Linked DNA regions of Sus scrofa: region 1 is linked to region 2. The links are chromatin contacts, called in public Hi-C maps. All regions are on one chromosome and are shown on one strand. Each heading gives the region's core, a stretch centred on a gene start, on an enhancer-like site or on the middle of the called end of the contact. The rest is flanking DNA. Distances are from core to core; before and after follow the strand shown. Region 1 overlaps PCDH7 (protocadherin 7). Region 2 holds the start of PCDH7 (protocadherin 7).

Evidence for each region. A called contact is a pair of places that touch in the nucleus more often than the background predicts.
Region 1: a Hi-C map of fetal heart ventricle shows a contact between it and region 2, with 4 times the contacts expected there. The contact joins the enhancer-like site here to the promoter of PCDH7 in region 2. A contact is called at or near these places in 4 of 47 Hi-C or Micro-C datasets (embryonic fibroblasts, fetal heart ventricle, fibroblasts and 1 more) and 1 of 2 datasets of contacts at active chromatin or transcription factors (skeletal muscle).

What each region holds. Positions count from the first base shown.
Region 1 is chr8:23,816,803-23,821,113 of Sscrofa11.1, reverse strand. All of the region lies in intron 4 of PCDH7 (protocadherin 7), which reads right to left. Among named protein-coding and RNA genes, the nearest start is that of PCDH7, 360 kb to the right of the region's middle. Within about 2 kb of position 2,008, at least 10 of the 83 cell types and tissues checked have an H3K27ac peak or open chromatin away from gene starts, as enhancers often do.
Region 2 is chr8:23,457,611-23,461,318 of Sscrofa11.1, reverse strand. It overlaps PCDH7 (protocadherin 7), which reads right to left and starts at 1,844. Exons shown (of 5, transcript NM_001244484.1): 1 at 1,468-1,844; 2 at 1-1,465. The coding sequence starts at 1,844.

The sequences.
Region 1 (4,311 bases), core at 759-3,258, 360 kb before region 2:
CACACTATAGTGCATTCAAATACAGAACATAAATGAATTACCAATTAATAAAAATTTGAAAAACATCATCATGAATCCAGATGTTCAACAGGATAACAAAAATGATTTGTTTATGATTATCCATTTTCATATCCTTAATCTTATAAAGAGGAATTCAAGTTTAAAATACTTTCCTTACTTATTTTATTTTTTTCTAGAGCAGTCCACAAATAATTGAAATCCATAAGCATATATATATAAGCAGATTTTAAAATCTTTTTTCTCAGCTAAGAAATCAACAAAATGGCAGCAAGCTCAGGAAGTTGCCTTCAGACATGGGTGAGAGGCTGTAACAACATCCTGTCTAGAAATTTTTTCTGTGGGAGTTTACAAAAATGAACTAAACTAGAAATGAAAGTTGAAGATTACTAATCAGAATATCACTGAAAATATTCATTCTATTAAGCATCACTAATAATGCTACCTGTCAAGTGTATTTCATAAAGATTTTTTAACTGAACAAGTTTTATATTCTTGAACATTCTGATAAATAAAGAATGTTTTAGGGAAGCCAAATTAATGGGTCTAGATAACACTTTCCACAGATATTTTGAAAGGAGATGGGGGTTAAATTTTATTGAAGTATTAATTAGTGAATCCGGAACAGAAAATAGTAAAGAATGAATATAAAAATAGTACGAACCACATCAATTTGTCAACCTCAAAGAGTAAAAATACAACCTTCACATATACAAAGTAGGTGTCCAGTTCTAGAGGAAAAAAAATCTTTTTTGGCATCCTTACAGTAGTATATGTCCATTTTAGTAGAACTACAAGTATTCTTACTGTTTGAATTACAGCTTTAGTATTTGTTAGTTTATATTAAAGAGAGATTACAGGAATCCCTTTCCCCCCACCAGACAGTCTTTCAGAACAATGCATATATTTAATGCCTGAACACATCAAGGACTCTCTTCTTGTTAGGCACATTTGGCATAAGTGCAATGACCTGAATAAACTATAAACTGGCAGGTTACTCCTGAAGGCCACTTCTCAGCCTGCTGCCTTGGCTTGTAGCCATTGAAATAAAAGGAGGGGAAGGGGTGATGATTCGGGGTTTGCATATGTACGCGACATCTGAGTCAGGTGTTTCTTAATCACATCTTTAGTGGTAATTATTAGGTCAAATTATATTTGACAAGCAGCTCTAAAATCTTACTAAGCTATCTGGGGCCTGCAAAAGAAAATTAGCTCACTTTACTCAATAGAAATGTATGAAAGCTAAAAAGCTGAGCTCATTAACACGGCCTATTTTTTAAGGATCTTTCCTTATTCTAAGACTCTGATAGTTAGTTGATGGCTCTCTGAATATAATGTTACTTCTCCATTAGCTAAAATTGCTATTCAGAGAGCATCATTAAGTGGAATTATGGGGGAAAATGAAAAATTTTATAGGAAGCTTTTGTAAATTGCTTTAAAGAGTTCCTCAAGTTGGAAAACATATCTAAATATGTCACTATTCTAAATTTAACCTTAATGTTTCTATACTGGGAGTTGAAAAACTGTAAAAACACAATCATGACCCAATCCATTTTTGATATTTTATAGATAGCATTTAATACAGCACCTATCAGTACAGAGATTAATTTACAATCTTACTCAACTTCACACATAAGTAATGCCAAGAAAAGGAAAAAAATGAGAAAATTTTTTCTTGGCATTTTATGTTTTGATAAAGTAGCCAAAAATCCTTAAATTGTTAAAATAGCAGGGTGGCCTTTAAGAGGCATATGCATTTTTTTTCCTTATATTTATTACACATGCTTTTTCAGTTCCTAAAATACATTATATTATGTGCCTTAGAAACTATAACATTACAGTTTAAACTACAGAAATAATGTCTTGAAGACATTGTCCATTTATACCTACTGGTATAATTTTGCCAACTTTTGCCAACAACACAATGTCACTGCAGTGTGGCCATTTTCAGCATGAGAGGTGATAAATGACCAGGAACTCACTTATCTAAAGCAAACAAGTGGTGCTGTAAGCTATTTTCTGACTGAGTCAGAATTACAAGATAACATGCCTGAAATAGTTGCAATGCAGTGCAAATGTACCATATTAGGAAGTAAAAATGGAATATCTTAGAGTGTAAGATAGTTTGGGTGTTACACATGACATATCATGGAACTAAAATAAGTATTGGAGCATAAAATCATACTTTAATAGTATCATTGAAAACATTTAAGGTACTTGAAATTTCTGTTACAACCTATGAGGTAGGTGAAAAGAATTGTGGTTACTTATTTTTAAAAGCTGACTCCTTCATAACTTGATCACATTGAAAAAATGACAGACTTGAGTACAGAGATTCTAAAGGAGTGAATGTACTTTCTTTACATTCTTTATCACTTATGTATTTTAAAGGATTCAGCAACCATGTTTTAAGTCAAATGACAATGTAAGATGTTCTATTCATTGCTAATTTGGGGAATTATCAGAGATATCCTTGACGTGTATTTTTTTTACTAGCAATAGTTGAAATAATAAATGCCATTAAGTGACAACTCTTGCCTTCAAGAAGCCTAGAAAGAGAGAGAAGGTATATGCAAGTATACGAAAAAAACCCCAAAATGTATGGTGGATATATACAGAAAATCATGAAAAAGTCACTAAACTTTCTTTAAATTTTTCTTTTATAAGTCTGAATGTACCTAAACATGTTGCTTTTCATGTTGCTTACAATCTGTTGATAGAAATATTAACAGGAATTCTTAAAGTCATACGCAACCCTGAAAATTACTGGAAGAAAATGGGCTTTTCCATTAGATCCCTCTACATGAATAATAACAGGGCACTCTCCCCAAGGGAGGAAAAAACAACCTGATTATGAATAGAGAGCAGAGGTCAACTATGGGCCTAAAATATATATATATCAAAAGGATACCTTGGCTTTTTTCAAGTACAATATAGCAAAATATTTAGGAGCCCAGGATAAAAGATGCTGGGTTCAAATCAGTTTACTAAGTGACCTTTGGCCTTTTCTTAAAATTTCTGCCTCAGTTTCCTTACAGAAATAAGTAGGAATCATAATTGCATCTACTTCTTACAACTGTTATAAGAATTAAATGAGGTAATACATATAAAATGTGTAAAAGAGTGCTTTTATTATGTCATCATCTAGTCCTTCCATTAATTAATTATCGAATATTCCTGTATGTTAAAATGATAATTGGTTGTGTCTTAATAGCAATGCATCATTCTCTAAGAAACTGAAGAAAAATATGAAAAATTTCAAGGTAAAGACAAAATAAAACATTTGTATATAATAAATATGAATGAAGAAAAGTCACAAGATAAAATTCTGACTCAATCTTCATTTTAGTCCCCTTCATGTTGGTTTCCAACTTTTTTAAATGGGTTCAGTTAAGGGGTATCAGGATCCTTTCATTAAAATCTATACATCAACAATTATTTCTCCTACTGTGTTTGTCACTCTTCTTACCTGCCATTCTATGGCTTTTCTTATTAGCAAAGGTCATTTCTACATCAACATTTGTCTATTTCTAGATACCAGGCTGCTTCTCTGAAAAAAGATGCAGAAAATATTTAGGCACGTTCTAGTAAAGGCATTTTTTAATCTATAGGAAAACATGTCTCCCCAAGGCAATTTACAGATTCAATGCAATCCCTATCAAATTACCAAGGACATTTTTCACAGAACTTTGTTTGTTTGGAAGCACAAAAGACCCAGAATAGCCAAAGCCATCCTGAGAAAGAAAAATGGAGCTGGAGGAATCAGGCTCCCGGACTTCAGACTATACTACAAAGCTACAGTCATCAAAACTATATGGTACTGGCACAAAGACAGAAATATGGATCAGTGGAACATGATAGAAAGCTCAGAATTAAATCCACACACCTACAGTCAACTAATCTACAATAAAGGAGGCAAGAATATACAATGGAGAAAAGACAGCCCCTTCAATAAGTGGTGCTGGGAAACTGGACAGCCACATGTAAAAGAATGAAATTAGAACACTTCCTAACACCATACACAAAAAATAAACTTAAAATGGATTGCAGACCTAAATACAAGACCAGATACTCTAAAACTCTTAGAGGAAAACATAGGCCAAACACTCTCTGATATAAACCACGGCAATATCTTCTCAGCTCCACCTTCTAGAGTAATGATAATAAAAACAAACAAACAAACAAAAACAAATGGGACCTAATTAAACTTAAAAGTTTTTGCACAGCAAAGGAAACCCTAAACAAAATGAAAAGACAACCCACAAAATGGGAGAAAATCTTTGCAAATGAAGT
Region 2 (3,708 bases), core at 595-3,094:
TTTGTCTTTGGCGTTAACTTTAAACTCATACCTGTCAGTCTGCTCGCGGTCCAGCACGGTATTGACGAGGATGTCCCCTGAATCGGGATCGATGGCGAAGATCCCCATCACAGAAGAGTCCAGCGAGTAGGCGATTTCAGCGTTTTTCCCGCTGTCTGCGTCTGTCGCCAGCACGGTGGCTACCCTCTCTCCAGGGATGTTGTTCTCAGGAAAGTAAACCTCCACTACCGACTGCCCAAAGACGGGCGGGTTGTCATTGGTGTCCCCCACCTTGACAATCAGGGAGTTGTTGCTGGAGAGGCTGGGGCTGCCTGAGTCCACCGCCACTATGACTACGTTGTACTCCCGGGTGGTCTCATAGTCCAAAGGGGCCGAGGTGTGCAGGAAGTACTTTTTCTTGTTCTGGTCGCCCTCTGTGTCACTGGCTGGCTTGAGCTGGAAGGGCACGTCGCCCACTACAGTGCAGGTGACCACTCCGTTCTCGCCTTGGTCTCGGTCGGACACCTGCACCAGGGCAATGGGAGTGTCGACTAGAACGTCCTCTGCCACATTGGCCACCCCGTCCTTGAGTGGGATACGACCGATCTTGCGGATTTCAATGGACGGCACATTGTCGTTCTCGTCCTTGATATTAAGGACCACCGTGGCCTTGTCGGTCTTGGGGGGCTGCCCACGATCGCGGGCCATGACGGTGAAGCGCAGCTGGTTCACCTCCTCGCGGTCGATACGGTGCAGGACACTGAGCCAGCCGGACGTCTCGTCGAGGCGCAGTAACCGCCGCACAGACTCGGTAGCCGCCCCGAAAACGTACTCTATCTGCCCGTTGACCCCCACGTCCAAGTCGGCGGCACGCAGCTGCAGGATGGGGGTCCCCGGGGCGCTGTTCTCTGCCAGGTCAGCCTCATACACGCTCTTCTCAAAGCGGGGGCTGTTGTCGTTCACGTCGGTGATAAGCACCCGCAGGATGGCCTGAGAGGATCGAGGCGGGTCGCCGCCGTCGCGCACCCGCAGGGTCAACTCATAGGAGTCGCGCTGTTCGCGGTCCAGCGCCCCCTTCACAATTAGCTGCGGCTGCTTTTCGCCATCCGGGGTGTCGGCCACCTGCAGTTCGAACACACTGCTGCGGCCGCCCGGGTTGGTCCCGCCGCCGCCTTCTGGCGCGTCCAGCCGCCTCTTGGAGCCTCCAGGGCCGCCACCGCTCGCGCCGTTCCCGCCGCCCCCGGGGTAGGGGGCGCTGTCGGCAGGCCCGGCGCGCCGGCCTTCGCCGCCGCCGCCACCGCCGCCCCCGGGCTCCTGGAGCAGCTCGTAGCGCTCGATGCCGTTTCGGCCGAAGTCACGGTCGGTGGCGGTGGGCAGCAGGTAGAGAGTGCCCACCGGCCGGTTCTCCTCCACCGTGAGCGTGAGCACGGGAGACGGGAAGGTGGGCGTGTTGTCGTTGATGTCGAGCACGATGACCCGACCTTCGAAAGGTCCACCCAGCTCTGCGAGGGCCCGATCACCGACACCTCGAAGTCCAGAAAGCACTCGTTTTCGTCGAAGATCATCTGACACTGGGGCAGCTTCTCGCGGTCAATGCGTCGCTCGCTTGTACTAAGCTCGCCGGTGAGGTTGTCGATCTTCAGGTACTCCGAGCCCGACTCGAGGCTGAAAGTCACCTCACCGGAGCCGGTCACGATGCCCAAGTCTGAGGCGACGTTGCCGATGCGGACGTCTGCTGGGCCCTCCTCGGCCAGTCGGTACCGGAGGAGTTGCTTGGCGGCCGCCAGGCTGAGCGAGAGCGGCAAAAGGAGACAGCAGCCCAGGCACCAGGCGCGCGCCCATCCCATGGTCCGCATCCTCAGCATCTTCTCCTGCTGCTGCTGCTACTGCTCCTTCTAATCACGGCCCCCTCGGCGCCCCCCTTCTCCGAGGCCAGTCGCCTGCCCTCCTCCCAGTCCTCTCCCCTCTCCGAGAAGGGAAGAAGCGAGAGGGAGAGGTGGGAGGGGGCAAGAGCAGCGTCCAAAGTCGGCCAGGGGAGACCAGCGTTAGATTCTTCTTTTTTTCCCTCCTGCTTCTTCCGAAAGTTATTGTTTCATAATTCATGCAATGGGTGCTAATCGCCCGCTCGCCAGCCGCCGTTCAGTTGCAGTACTCACAGTTCACGGGACACTGCGCGCCGCGAGCTCGGCGCCCCCCCAGAGTCATCCCCGCAACGGGCAGAGGATCCCGGACTCCCGTCCCTGCTGTGTCGGATGGGGCCGGAACCGCTCCGGCACGCGGGCAGTGGAGCCGGGAAGCGGCGGGGAGCGAGTCTGCAGCCTCCCCCGCCTGCCAACCCCGCTCGTCTTTGCTGCTGCTACTCGAGTTGACTCCAATTCACGTTCCAGCCACTCACTCCAGACCAAGCTTCTGCTCCGGCTGCCCAGGCAAACGTGAGTCGCTTCCTGCACGAGGTGCTAGGGCCAGCAACAAGCCAGTCTCAACTCCGACTCCGCTCAGGCAGCGGGAGAGCCAGTCAACAGATCGAGAATGAAAAATCCCGGCAGGTCGCTTCGGGCACGGTGCAGTGGAGACCACTCGCGTCACACAGCGGTCCGCGTCCGGGTTCCCCCCGCGCGCGAAAGAGCAGTCCAAGCCATCTTCAGAGACGCCCAGAGAGTCAGTCCCTTTTCACCCACGAGAGCTCGGGTTTCTTTTTTTTTCTTAACTACTCTGCGCAAGGTCATTAGTCACGAAGCCGCCGCCTGAAACCGCAGCAGCCTTTCGCCCGCGGGGTTGAAGGCTGAGCCGTGCGCACCGTGCGGTGCCCAAGTTTGGGTTCGCAGCCGCAGAGTCCGTGCCTTTCCTCACCTGCATTCGGCCCGCATGTCAGAGCACTGGGATCTGCAGCGCTGTGCGCGATTCAGGGAGGAGATTGCAGCCTCTCTCTCTCCGCGCTCTCTCTCGATCCCTCCCCTCCCTCCCTCTCCTCTCTCCTCCTCCTCTCTCCTCCCTCCTCTCCTTTCCCCTTTCCCCTTCTCCCACTCCTCTCTCCTGCACGCTCTCTCTTCGTCCTCCCAGTCCCAACGCTAGCAACTCGAGCTGAACTTGATCCCTTTGCAGTTCAAAGGTGAGCAAACCAGGCTCGGTGCGCAGGCGACTTTCGCCTGGTGGAAGCCCCCGGCCGGGCTCCCCCAACGGCAATTAACAAAGATGCCCAATTCTGTCCGGATTTCCGAAGAAAAGCAAAAGGCATGGGGGCGGGGGGGGGGAGTCAGAGACAGCTGCCAAGTAGCTTAAAAAAAAAAAAAATCCAGTTTGCCAAGGGGAGAAAAAGTGCCAGTCGGTTGTTGCCTCGGAAGTGCCCTGGCACGGCTGGTGAATTCCGCAGTTGTCTCGTCCCCTTTCGTGTCTGGGAGAGTCTGGTGCGGGCGCTCCAGCCGTCTCTTTGACTGCCGCGACTCAAAGGCGCTGAATGGCAAGCGGGAACCTCCCGCTCGCGAGCCGCCAGCCGGAAACCCGCAAGTTTGCCCAAAGTGATGGTTGCTGCTGGGAGCTCACTGCCTCGCTCTCGGCTCAAGCTAGTCCCTGACGCTGCTGTAGCGGCGGCGGCGGCGGCGGTAGCAGCGGAGCCTCGGAAACTACACACTCGCAGAGAAGGAGGGAGGAGTGCCGTGGCGGGGGCGGGAGACGGGAGCGAGCTAGCCGCCCGGCTTCGGAAAGCCCAGCTTCTGCTTCAGCTCCGGGGGC